2 separate regions of the Callithrix jacchus genome follow, and region 1 is linked to region 2. A link is a contact called in public Hi-C data. All regions are on one chromosome and are shown on one strand. Each heading gives the region's core, a stretch centred on a gene start, on an enhancer-like site or on the middle of the called end of the contact. The rest is flanking DNA. Distances are from core to core; before and after follow the strand shown. Region 1 holds the start of CRHR1 (corticotropin releasing hormone receptor 1). Region 2 overlaps LOC118153741 (a long non-coding RNA gene).

Region 1 (6,261 bases), core at 2,675-5,174, 37 kb after region 2:
TCCTGCCTCCACACCCACAGTGCCTGGTCTATTGTTGACCTAATTTCACTAGCTCTTAATTATTTATCAGAGTGGCTGCTTCCCATTCCAGCCTGTGAACATCTTAGGGCCAGGACTCTGTTATATTTATCTTTATTAGCTTCAGTGTCCAACAGTGACTGGTACATAGTTGCTCCTCATTAAATGTTTGTTGAATGTAGGCACAGATGAATGGAGTAATTAACACAATATCCCCCAATGTTCATGGGATTTTAAAGAGGCCACTTTCCTAGCCTCATATGTCACAAACATTCTAGACCAGTGCCACTCCAAGCATGATCTACAGACCGGCACCTGTCTACAACGCTGCATGTTGAGCTGTGTTGTGCAGAAATGGAGAGTAAGCATTTAGACGTGTTTTTCTGTTTTTTTTGTTTTTGTTTTTGTTTTGAGATGAAATTTTACTCTCATCATCCAAGCTGGAGTTCAATGGCGCGATCTCAGCTTACTGCAACCAACCTCTACCTCCGGGGTTCAAGCAATTCTCCTGCCTCAGCCTCCTGAGTAGCTGGGATTACAGATGTGTGCCACCATGATTGACTAATTTTTCTATTTCTGGTAGAGCCAGGGTTTTACCATGTTGATCAGGCTGGTCTCAAACTCCTGACTTCAGGTGATCCACCCACCTCGGCCTCCCAAAGTGCTGGAATTACAGGTGTAAGTCACTGTACCCAGTCACATTTAGACATTTTTAAGCAATTTGACCGAATAGTTTTATATCCATATGATGTGCTAGTGTTTAAAACTGGGCTTTCATTTTGTCTTTTTTTATCGCATATTTCTTTTTTTTTTTCTTTTCTTTTTCTTTCTGTTTTTTTTTTTTTTAAAGACTGAGTCTTGCTCTGTTGCCCAGGCTGGATTACAAGATCTGTGGCAAGATCTGGGTTCAATGCAACCTTCACCTCCCAGGTTCCAGTGATTCTCCTGCATCAGCCTCCCAAGTAACTGGGATTACAGGCGGGCACCACCACGCCAGGCAATTTTTGTATTTTTAGTAGAGATGCGGTTTCACCATGTTGGCCAAGCTGGTCTTGTACTCCTTACCTCAAGTGATCTGCCTGCCTCGGCCTCCCAAAATGTTGGAATTACAGGTGTGAACCACCACAACTTACCTTTTATTGCATTTTTCTAATAATTCATTCCTGCAGTGTTTTGCAATCATATTGGCCTGTGACAGATTAGAAATATAAAAATGCAGAACCAGTCCTTTGCCACAGTTGTCTGAGAAGTACGTTTCAGACCATCAACCTTCCTGGGATGGTTAAGCCAGCGGAACCTCACAGGTAGGAGGTATCTATTCAGCCCTCCCCACCCGGGTCTTAACCATCATTACATCAAATCTGTCTCTCCTATTGTTTGGAAGGACAAGCAATTATCTTTTATTCCTGTTTGGAATCCTCACATTTCTCCTTTCTTACAAATCTGGCAGATTAAATGAATGAAAGCCGATTCTGCTGCAGGCCTGGACAGGAAGGGGAGAGGTCAAGGGAGGGATGGGATGAGAAGAGAGTTTGGGGAAGATCAGGCTGGGAAAAGAATGCTGGAATGGAGTAGAAGCCTGTCCTGAGGAGGGTGTGCAGAGGCTGCTAAGACCACCCCAAGCCATGGGGCTGCTCTGGCTAGGGCTGAGAGGGGAGGCAGGGTATGGGAGGGAGGGACAGGGCAGACACTAGCAACTTCACCAGGCCTAGGAGATGAGAGCCAGGCCCTTGAAGGTGAAAGAAAGTAGCTTCAGGACAAATGAAAGGGGATATTGAACCTTTTTAAAGAGGGAATGTTAAGTGCCAAACTTTATAACCCCCCTGAGGCTGCCAAGGCCAAAACTATTAATAAGTAGGTCGAGGAATTAGGCAGATGCCTCCCTCCTCCTACCTGCTAGTCTGCCGCTGAGGTGGGGTGTGGTGGGGTGGAAGGTAAATCAGTGAAATCAACACGAACAGGATGAAATGTGCTATCTGTAGACGCCACTTCAAAAAGCGAGAAGGTCTGACTCCTGGGCAAAAAAGTCAGGAAGAGCCAGGCTTGATTGCAGTCCAATCGATGGCATTAGCATATTTAAAGATCATGTCAAGGAGATGATAATGGGGCTCAGAGAGGCAAAATTTGATGGTGTTTATTAAGCAGAGAGAAACACAGAAGCTGGAACTGTCTAGTCCCTAGAGAGTGTGCTCCAAGGTGGGGCCAGGGAGGGAGCGGGGCCTTGACTGGGCCTGGCCAAAGCTCCTAGAGGACCAACCGGCTTCTTCTCCTCTGATTCCCAAATCTACTGCTGCTGGTGACTTTCTTATCAAGATTTCTGCTCCCCACAAAGAATCGCCTAGAGGGAGGGACCAAGCTGCCCCTCACACTTGAGCATCCAGTCCACTCCATCGTGATGATTATGTTGATGTTGATGATGATGATCGTATTGGTGACTACAGCTAACCCTCATCAAGTTCTTGCAATGTGTGCCAGGCTCCGTTCCAAGCTCTTTACAAATATCAGCTCCTTCTAACTCCCCAACCATTCTCAGAAGTAGCGTTTCTATCCCGATTATATAGATGAGAAAATTGAGGCATTGTTAAATAATTCTCTTACTTTATACAGCTTGTTAGTGGAAAAGCCAAGATTCAAAGTCAGGCCGCCTGACTCCAGAACCTGCATGACATCAGACTGCCCTGCACTTAACTGTTGTTGAGGCCAGTTAGTTGGCCACCTGCTTAGCACGTCCATCCCATCTGGGGTTGGCTGGGGTGAGTCAGTGCCCAGCTCGGCACAACCATGCGGGTTTTGCAAGACTTGGGACTGTGTGCTTCACCTAGAAAGTGCCAGGTGTGTGGCTAAGCCATGTGAGCAGCTGGCTTCCTGGGCAATGACCCTCCCCACTTCAGAGCCCCAGGCCCCTTTAGGGCCCAGCCCTCCAGGTGCTGTGAGCTGGCAATCAGGAGAGGGAGCACTAGGCTTACCAGCTGTAGGACTTTGGACAGGTCACCACCCTCTGTGTGCCTCCATTTTCTCACCAGTAAATTCTATGTTGGATCATATGACCTCCTAAAATGACTCCAGCCCCAAATGAAGGCCAGTGGACCCATGAACATGCTGGCTCTTGCCCACTGTGCTGAGAAGTGGGTGGGAGGGAGTAGTAGGGTGGGCATAGCAGTGCACAGGATGCAGGGCAGGTGGGTTCAGTTTGATTTCAAAGCCGATTGCCCGCGCCTCAGGTGCTTTGGTGTACCCTATAAGGATTGCATAGGCCAGGCAGCCTAGGCTCTGCGGGTGAAGATTTCTCTACCTCCCAGTGACTCCTCTTCTCCCTTATCAGCTCTGATAGGAGAGAGGAAGAGGGAAGAGGACGTCAAAAGTTCTGTTCATCCGGAAGGGCTGGGAGTTACTTCCTGGGATGGGGAGCTCGTGAGCCAATCCAGAAGACGACCACGGGGTCTGGCGGGAGCCCCAACGCTGCCCTGAAGACTCGGCCGGGAGGGGGCGCTGTGGCCTCCCCACCCCCAGCCCGCAGGCTCCTAGCCGGGTTCGCCGCGCTGCAACGCAATCCGCACCTGGCTTTACCCAGGGCTGCGTTCAGTGCCCACTTGTCCTGCAGGGCACCGCCGTCTCCCTTTCATCTTGGGGCTCCCGGGTCCAAAAGGTTCCCAGATCCAGCCCCTTGCCTGAACCAAAGTGGGCAGGCACTCAGATTGTAAGATGAACGAATGAACGAAGGAACGAACTAATGAATAAGGGCTCATCCTGCAGAACGTTCGCGTCTCAGCGCGCACTAGGCACGTCAATGCCAAAGGTGCTGGGAGTCGGGCTCGGAGCCCGGCGCGGCTGGAGTGGGGGCGGCGAGGAGCTCCCGCTAGCCAGCTGCAGGGCGGGAACTGCCCAAACGCAGGTCGCAGCTTCCCCGGGTTCTGCGGCGGCTTCGCTCAGTGGGGACCGCCCTGTTCCACCGCCACCAATAGCCTCGCCCTCATAAATTCACCTGAGCACCCCCGCCCAAGTGCCCCCGGCTCCCCTGGACTTCCCAGGCCCGGACCTCTGCCCGGCGGGAGGTAGGAGGCTGCATCCTCTCCTGCCACCCCCTCGCCCATCCCGGGCTTCTCCCCGGGCTGCGGCGGCCGCCACCGCCGCAAGCACGCCCGGAGGACTGCCGCAAACCCGGGCGTAGGGAAAGGGGATCCTGGCGGCGGGGCGCAGGCGGCGGGCCAGGGGAAGAGGAGGGAGCGGGGAAGGAGCCGAGGGGCGAGGGGCAGGGAGGGAGCCGAGGGGCGAGGCGCGGAGGAGGGACCGAAGGGGAGGAGAGAGGAGGGGAGGGGAGAGGGAGAGGGAGAGGGAGAGGGAGAGGGAGAGGGAGAGGGAGAGGGAGAGGGAGAGGGAGAGGCGGGGGGGAGGGGGAGGGGAAAGGGGAGGGAGGGGACAAGCTGGGCGAGGGGGCGGGGAGCCAAGGCGAGGAGCCGCGCGGACCTTGCGGGAGGCGGCAGGGGCTAGGCTGGCAAGAAGCGGCCTCCCGCCGGGCTGAGTCGGGAAACGGCGGCCAGACTTCCCCGGGAAGGGGCGAGCGAGAGCCGGCCGGGCCGGGCTGCGGGGACGGGGAGCGCGGAACCGGGCGCCTCCTCACGGGGCAGCCACCGAGGAGTCCGGCCGCCCACCGCGTGCTGCCCGAGCCCGCAGCAGCCCGCCGGCCCCTCTGGGATGCCTGGGGGACCCGGGCGTTCAGGACAGTAACCGAGCGAGCCGGAGGATGGGACGGCACCCGCAGCTCCGGCTTGTCAAGGTAAGAGCCCGCCGGCCCGCCCTCCAGCGCGAGCGCCCCCAGCCCCGGGCAGACGCGGGACAGGCCGGGCTGTGGGTGCGATGGAGGAGGGGGCGCCAGGAGAGCGGCAGTCAGGTCGGGGAAGGCTGGGCTCTGGGGCAGCCTAACTCTCTGGACCTTTGGAGCCAGGGTTTGGTGGGCAGGGGGAGACTCAGGTGAGAAAAGAAATCGTGGCTGAGCCGCCGGGATGTTGGCGGAGGAGGGGTCTGCCCACTCGGGTAGCCGTTTCCGCGCCAAGAATCGCTCTAGGCTTTGGGGCAGACGCTGGGTTCCGCCTCCCACGCCCTCCCTGCAGACCCCGGCCCCAGGACGGGAGGCTCTGAAGCGGGGTTCCCCGCCTCGCCCCAGCACCTTCTCATAGCTCCCCGACTCCGCCCGCCCCCGCCCCAGTCCCGGGAGCGCATCCTGCTCCTTCTCCTCGGCTGCAAGCTGCGAGTCCAGGGAGATTAATGCGGCCCGCGCCTGCGAACCCTTGATCAATATCGCAGTCTCGGGGGAGGGGACCGTGCCTCCGGCGGCGGTTACCATTCCCTCGCCGCGGCCCGGGAGCGCAACACTCGCTCTCCGAGCCTGGGCACCGAGATCCCCGCGCTGCGCAGCCTACCCTGCGACGCGGATCGGTCGCTGGAGTTTAGGAAAGTCGCCAGACCTTACGTCCAGCGTCTGCCCGCTGAACTTCGTGGGCGGCGGGGGCGGCCCAAGGGCCGTGTGCGCCCGGGAAGGGCCGGGAGGCCGGCAGTCCGGCCCGCCCCTAGTGCCAGGCGTCACTTGCAGCCCCGAGCGCTTTCCACAGCGTTCTGGTCTTGCAAGGTGTAGGCGCGCCCGCTGCAGCCGGCCGGAGGGGCGGGTGGGCCTCTGCGCGGCTGCCGGGAAACCCCGTGCCGCACCCGCCTGGGCACGGCCTCGCCCGGGGCTCGGGATCCCTCAGGGTCCGCTTCAGCCACAGACGTAGACGCCAGCCTGACCCGGTTCGGGGCATTCAAAGCGATTACATTAAAGAGACTTTGGTGGATTTGGGGGAGGGGTGCGGATTGGCGGAATTTCATTTTTCCATCAGTTATTAAACCAACTGTACGTATAGCGGCTTACCAAGTGGTTTGAGTTAAAGCACCAAGATTTTTTAATGAGACGTTACAAGTTACTGAGATTTTTCTCTAATCCTGCCCCTCCCCAGATATTTATAAGTTGATTCTTGAAATGACTGAGGGTTGGTCTCATTGAACCCACATCCCCTCCCCTGTCTGTTACCTGAGGGCTAGAGATGAACTCAGAGATTATTTTCTGGGCGTTCAAGGAGACAGACGGATGAGGAAGGTGAAGAAAAACATCCAGAGAGGTCGAATAGGTGGCACTGAATGGGAATATTTTCCAAAAGTCTTGTGTGTATCGAAGCCTGGTCTAAATGCACAAACCAGTTAGACCAAATTCAG
Region 2 (6,532 bases), core at 992-3,491:
TCCAGGTGTTCATTTCTAGCACATAGGAATACAATAGATTTTTGTATGTCTATCTCATATTCTGTGACCTTGCTGAATTTACTTATTAGCATTAATATTTTATATATCCCTTGGGAACTTCTACATAAATGATCATGTGATTTTCAAATAGAAACAGTTTTTATTCCTTTCTAATCTGTATGCCTTTTAATTTCTTCTCTTGCCTTACTGCACTGGCTAAAACTTTCGCAGCACTATGTTGTATAAAAGTGGTAGCAGCACACATTCTTGCCTTGCTTTCATCTAAGGGGAAAGCATTCAGCCTTTCACCATTAAGTAGAATGTTAGCTGTAGGGTTCTTGTTGATGCTTTTTATCAAGTTGAGAAAGTTCTATTCCTATTTTTCTCTTAATTTTATAATGGATGAGTGTTGAATTGTTGTTTAATGGGTGTTGACTTTTCAGCATCAATTGATATAATCATGTTAATGTGGTGAACAACTGGTAAATGGATAAACAAACTGAACAGCCATTTATACATTGCATGGATGAACATTTGTTTATCCATTTACAAGCTGAAGGACATTTGAGGAGTTCCCAGTTTTTGGTGATTATGAATAAAGTCTGTATAAACATTCACTAACAGGTCTTTGTATGTACATGGTTTTCATTTCAAATACCTATGAGTAGCATTGCTAGGTTGTATGGTGAATGCATGTTTAACTTCATAAGAAACTGCCAAATTGTTTTCAAAACTGTGTGTCATTTTGTATTTCTAAGCAATGTGTGAGAGTTCCAGCTGCTTTGCTCAGCCAGCATTTGATGTTGTCAGGTTTTTCTTGTTATTTTAGCTGTTCTATTTGGTGTAAGCCTCAGACTTTCAGAGCCCTTCTTTCTATCTCTGCAGTACCCCCTCCCTGGGTGCCAGAGAAGAGTAGGTATAGTCACAATAGCCATTTTTCAGAAGCAGAAGGGCTGGCTCCCAGAATTCCCCTGCACACTACAAACTTCAGGACTGCAATTTTTAGGAAGGTGTGACAAATGTGTTGAGCTGAATCAAGACAAGGGCCAAGGCAGAAGGAGTAGTGGGGCATAGGGTTGGCAGTGAAGGGTCCAGATGGCCGCAGTTCAGAGTGGCAGGACCTGGAAGACTTCACCTGCTCAGGGCTTATTGGTAGTGGGAAAGGATCACTTGGGGCCCAGGAAGAGGCCCTGATGCCTCAGCACCCTCACTCTTCCCTCCTAAGGTTTCCAGCCATTTCTAACAGAGCAAAATGTAATCTCTTGAGATTCCTGCAGGCCCCAGGGAGGGGGAAAGTGGCCTGAGAACTGGAGGCGTGGCTTGGGGCCCAGTTGTGTGACACCTGAATCTTGGGGAGAGTGACTGTGGGACCAGGCCCCTGAGGCCTCCTGGGACAGCTGTGGACAGGGAGAGGTGGCTCAGGTTTCATTACTGCTTGGTGTGTGACCTGGGCTCCAGGCAGCAGAATAATGCCAGGCCTTAGCCCTTGTGGCGTAATACCTTTTACTAAGAAATTGCTGTCCTGCTTCTGTTCTACATGGATTGCTCTGGCCTGGACTTTGGGTCCTGTGGCCTAGAAGTAAAAGGACCAGATTTTAGTCAGGCTTCAGGACAGAAGCCAAACAGTCAGATTGGGAGCAGGTGCGTTAGGTATGCGTGTGCATCTGCAGGGTGGGGAGAGGTGTCACGTGGGAACTAGGAGCTGCCCAATATTCAGTTTCAGTTGATTAGCTGATTAGCTGTGTGATCTTGGACAAGTCACAGGGGAGAGTAGCTGTGGAACAAATCGCCCATCTAGTCCAAACCTTTAGGCCAAAAACAGGCAAACCCAGGCCTAAAAAGACAAGGCCTAAAGGGTCTGTGGCCTAAAGGGTCTGTTTAGGCCTGGGTTTGCCTGTTTTTGACCTAAAGGTTTGGACTAGATGGATAATTTCTCAGTTGCATTGAATGTCAGCATTACCTGGGATTTGTTTTTGTAAACTACAGATCCCTCGGCACCACCACAAACCTATTGAATCAGCATCTGTGGGCCTGGGGTCCTGGCATCTGGCTGTGTAATGGACTCCAGCTGGTTTTTGTATAGCCAGCATGTCACTGACATCTCCAGACCCACTTACCTAAAAGTTCATTCAGTCCAGCAGCCTTGGGCAACCTCTGGCTGAAGACAGAAAGGTAGGTCCAAGAAGGTGGGAGGAACCAGAGAAGGGGAGCCAATCAGAGGCCAGAAAGGTGGGGGGAAGAACCAGAAAAAGGGAGCCAATCAGTGGCCAGGAAGGTGGGAGGAGGAGCCACTCAGTGGCCTGAAAGGAGGAAGAGAAGCCAGAGACGGAGAGCCAATTAGGAAAAGGGGATACAGCAGGTTGGGATTCTTCTTGCAAGGGAAACCGAAGCCTTGATCTGGGCAGGCAGCAAGCTGGACTGGTATCAGAGGAAAAGAAGCCTACTTTGGCTGCTGCTGTTTGAGTGTGTCTCCCAGCACCATAAGGCAGGTAGAGAGGGCATCACCTTTGCGGTTCAGGAGAAGGGTTAGCACATCCCTTGTCTGTTTGGAGGCTCAAAGTGGGTCTAGGAGAAACTATGACTGCCTAGAGGGAAAACATATCCTGCAAACCCTAAATAGCCATGGGGAATAAATAGCACTTGGGCCCCGGCCACGCCACCCTCTGTGTCTGACTCAGCTTGGAGCACAAGAGTCCCCGTCTGCTGCTCGCTGTTTTGCGTGTGTGGGCGAGGCACTCAACCTTTCTGACTCTGTTGCCCTACCTCTGTAAGATGGGAATCATAATTACGCCTGCTCTACCCCTGCAAGGCATTGCTCTGGGCATCACCGAAGACAAGAGAGGCGATGGTGCTGCATCACTTGTGGCATGCTGTGCCGTCCACTGGGACTAGGCACTACCGGAACCCCAGGAAGGAAGAGATGCATGGGTGACCCTCCCTAGTCCCACAGTTGGAGGATCTGTGCTTAAAAGAAAACCACACAAGTGATTATCTTTTATAAATTGTTAGACAGTCACAGATAATCTTCCCTCTTAGTTTCAGAGGCAACAGGTATTATATGAATTTGGTGTGATCCTTTCACACTTAAAATTCTTTTTTGCATACATGCGTGGGCTCATGGAAAATATATTTTGTGTGAGCATGTGTGTATGTGTGTGTGTGGCTTGTTTTACATAAAGGGTGGCGCAGTTATATATCACATGGCAAAACGCTTTTTTTAAAGTCAGGGTTGTATGTTTGAGATCTAATTAGGTCATTTCTTTTATCTGCCATGTAGTGCTCTACCTGGAGTCTCTCTCACATGTCTGTTTTGCCTGATGTTAAAGTTGTTATGGAGCTAAATCATGCCTTTTCTTACCCCAGGCACAGCCAGCTGGGCTGCCTTTGGCTGAAAGCCCAGCAGAGTCAGAAAGAAATCTGAGGCTGTCAAGGAAGCCTAAGGGTGAGTCTTCAATGCTGGGCCCAGAGGGAGCATAACCTCCACCTGGCCTTGTCTGGTTCATCTACAGCCTGCAGGAAGGAGAGAGAGAAAATGTGAATATGAGAACTCTACCCTGCTGCATGCTAACCTCGCAGCTCTGTCTTGGGAAAGTGGAATGCAAAGAACTGGATGGAATCTCCATCATCCCAGGGTGCCCTTCTGCCAAGACCTTGGATGTCTGTCCTTCCAGTGGAGTAGCACCGCCACCACCTGCCTCCAGTTGAAGGTCATGAACTTTCTCTGAAATCAGGATGGGCTACATAATTTGCAGAGCCCGGTGCAAATAAAAATGCAGGGCACTTGTTCAAGAAATATTAAGAATGAATTAAGGCATAGGCAGACTGCTAAGCATGTGCTCTGCCTGACTGCACAGGTGGCGTTCCCATGAAGCTGATCCTGCCTGAAACTGTCCTCCAGGGGAGTCCTGTTAAGATGTAGAAGACAGTGTGCAAAACTCTGCAAGGGAAATAGCTGTCATTTTGGAAGCCATCAGGATCTTTTAGTGAAGTCAAGCTGAACCATGGAGGTCATCACAGTTCCTGACAGGTTGAGAAGCTCTGATTTATCCCCTCTAGAGTAGGAACTAAGGACTTGAGGGGCTGCAGAGCCAGCAGGTAACTCAGAAGGCCAGGGTGCAAATCCTCCCTCTGTCTCTGATGAGCTGAATGACCTCAGCTCATCAGGGACAGAGGGAGGATTTGAGTTTGTTGAATAGCTTCTCTGTGCCTCAGTGTCATTGAGATAAGGTGCCTACTTCACAGGATTGCTTGGAGGATTAACCCTAAAACTATGGAGAGGCCAAGGACATTTCCTGGCACATAATTTTGGATAGTCTTGGCTGATGTTAAGCATCTTTTCTTTGAGCTTTGGTTTCTTTCCTAGGAGAACATAATGGGGAAAGGTAGAGGGCAAAGATGGATCTAGAGTCAGGAGTCCCGGTTTCTCCACTACTAACCACCTGCTTACCAAGCCAAGTCACTCTCCCACTCAATCTCACTTCTAACATTTAAGGAAGGTAGGGTGAAGTATGACTTTCCTTCCAGCTTTATAATTCTGTTTCCAAGGAATTCCACCTGTTCCTCTCATTGGCTTATCCCAGTGTATTAGTCTGTTTTCATGTTGCTGATAAAGACATACCCGAGATTGGGCAATTTACAAAAGAAACAGGTTTAATTGGACTTAGAGTTCCACGTGTCTGGGTAAGCCTCACAATCATGGTGGAAGGCAAGGAGGAGCAAGTCACATCTTACGTGGACAGTGGCAGGCAAACAGAGAGAGCTAGTTCAGGCAAACTCCTGTTTTTTTAAAACCATCAGATTTTGTGAGACTCATTCACTATCATGAGAACAGCACAGGAAAGACCCGCCCCCGTAATCCTGCTGGGTTCCTCCCATGACAGGTGGGAATTGTGGTAGTTACAATTCAACATGAGATTTGGGTGAGGACACAGCCAAACCATATCACCTGGCATCTATTTTCTCTGAGGTTTAAGAAATTCCTCCTCTTATCTGACTGCAAATCTTTCTCATTAAAGTCCACTTCTTTTTCTGCCCTTTGTGTTAAAACAGGTCGGTGACCCATTTTATAGATTCAGAAACTGAGGCACATTGGGAACCATCTGCTCTCCAGATGGAACAACCTCGGTCCCTTTAATATTCCCTTGCACTGGCCTTCACCCACTGCCCTCCCCAGAAATCTCCACTTCTCCCGCATTTAGAGACCCACACAGGTTACTCCTGCCAGCCAGGCACAGAGCTCGGCCCCTCAGATCTGTCTGTGTTTAATACTCTCAGCGCCTGTAGGGGAGCAGATCTTGTTACACACCTTGTTGTACAGCTGAAGAAGCAGGCTCCTGGAGCCCAGACTGAGGGTGGAGTGAGGGCCCTGTAGGTAACTTGTGAGACCCTACAAGTTATGTAGCCAGAGCCCCAGACCCTGCAACCCTGTGAGGGGGAGCCTTTCCTGGAGAAAAGCTTTCCCCCAGCACTTACCAAGCCTCTCTCCCTGCAGCTGGCATGAGGGATGTTGCTCTTCTGCCAAACCCACACTCTGGGTTGAACACAGCTCTGGGCATGCCAGCTGCTGCCCTGGCCCCTTTACTGCCACTCAGGAAGGCACACGTGAGCGCCATTCAGTGCCAATGTCCTTGTTGGGGGCAAGCCTCAAACCTGTCCCCTTCCTACCAGGCCCCTGATCAGCTCTAGTACTAGCACAATGCAGAATCAATATCTTTTTGGGGGGATTATTGAATGTCCATCTCCTCCACTAAAATACAACTCTTTCGGTGGTGATGGGGGAAATATACCCAGAGCTGAAACATACTGCCTGGCACATGGAAGTGCTCAGTACACATTCAATATGTGAGCAAATTGATCCACTGATTTATTTATTTTATTTACTTACGTTTTGAGACAGGATCTCACTCTGTCACCCAGGCTGAAGCGCAGTGGCATAATCACAGCTCACTGCAGCCTCAACCTCCTGGGCTCCAGCGATCCTGCCACCTTAGCCTCCCAGGTAGCTGAGACCACGAGTGTGCACCACCATGCCCAGCTAATTTTTGACTTTTTGTAGAGACGGAGTCTGACTGTGTTGCCCAGGCTGATCTTGAACTCCTAGGCTCAAGTGCTCCTCCTGCCTTGGCCTCCCAAGGTGTTGGATTTGCAGGCATGAGCTACCACGCCTGGCCCCACTCTGACCAACCTCTGGCCCAGGCATGGTGTCTCATGCCTGTAATCCTAGCACTTTGGGAGGCCGACGTGGGTGGATTACCTGAGGTCAGGAGTTTGAGACCAGCCTGGCTAACATGGTGAAACCCCATCACCACAAAAAAATATATATAAAAATTAGCCGGGTGTGGTGATGCACATCTACCCAGCTACTCTGGAGGCAGAGGCAGGAGAATCATTTGAACCTGGGAGGTGGAGGTTGTAGTGAGCTGAGATCGCATCATTGCACTCCAGCCTGGGCAACAGAGTGAGACTCTGTCTCAGAAAAAAAATAGTGAACATCTGGCAGATACTGACCCTTTACTTTATTCACAAATTCCTA

Evidence for each region. A called contact is a pair of places that touch in the nucleus more often than the background predicts.
Region 1: a contact with region 2 is called in a Hi-C map of skeletal muscle, with 4 times the contacts expected there. The contact joins the promoter of CRHR1 here to the enhancer-like site in region 2. A contact is called at or near these places in 2 of 3 Hi-C or Micro-C datasets (both in skeletal muscle).

The regions. Positions count from the first base shown.
Region 1 is chr5:86,531,789-86,538,049 of calJac240_pri, forward strand. It overlaps CRHR1 (corticotropin releasing hormone receptor 1), which reads left to right and starts at 3,925. Exons shown (of 13, transcript XM_078373397.1): 1 at 3,925-4,070.
Region 2 is chr5:86,496,685-86,503,216 of calJac240_pri, forward strand. LOC118153741 (a long non-coding RNA gene) reads left to right here. Exons shown (of 4, transcript XR_013535637.1): 3 at 1,987-2,172; 4 at 3,364-6,532. Among named protein-coding and RNA genes, the nearest start is that of CRHR1, 36 kb to the right of the region's middle. Within about 2 kb of position 2,242, at least 4 of the 16 cell types and tissues checked have an H3K27ac peak or open chromatin away from gene starts, as enhancers often do. A contact at or near this core is called in skeletal muscle, where this site is marked.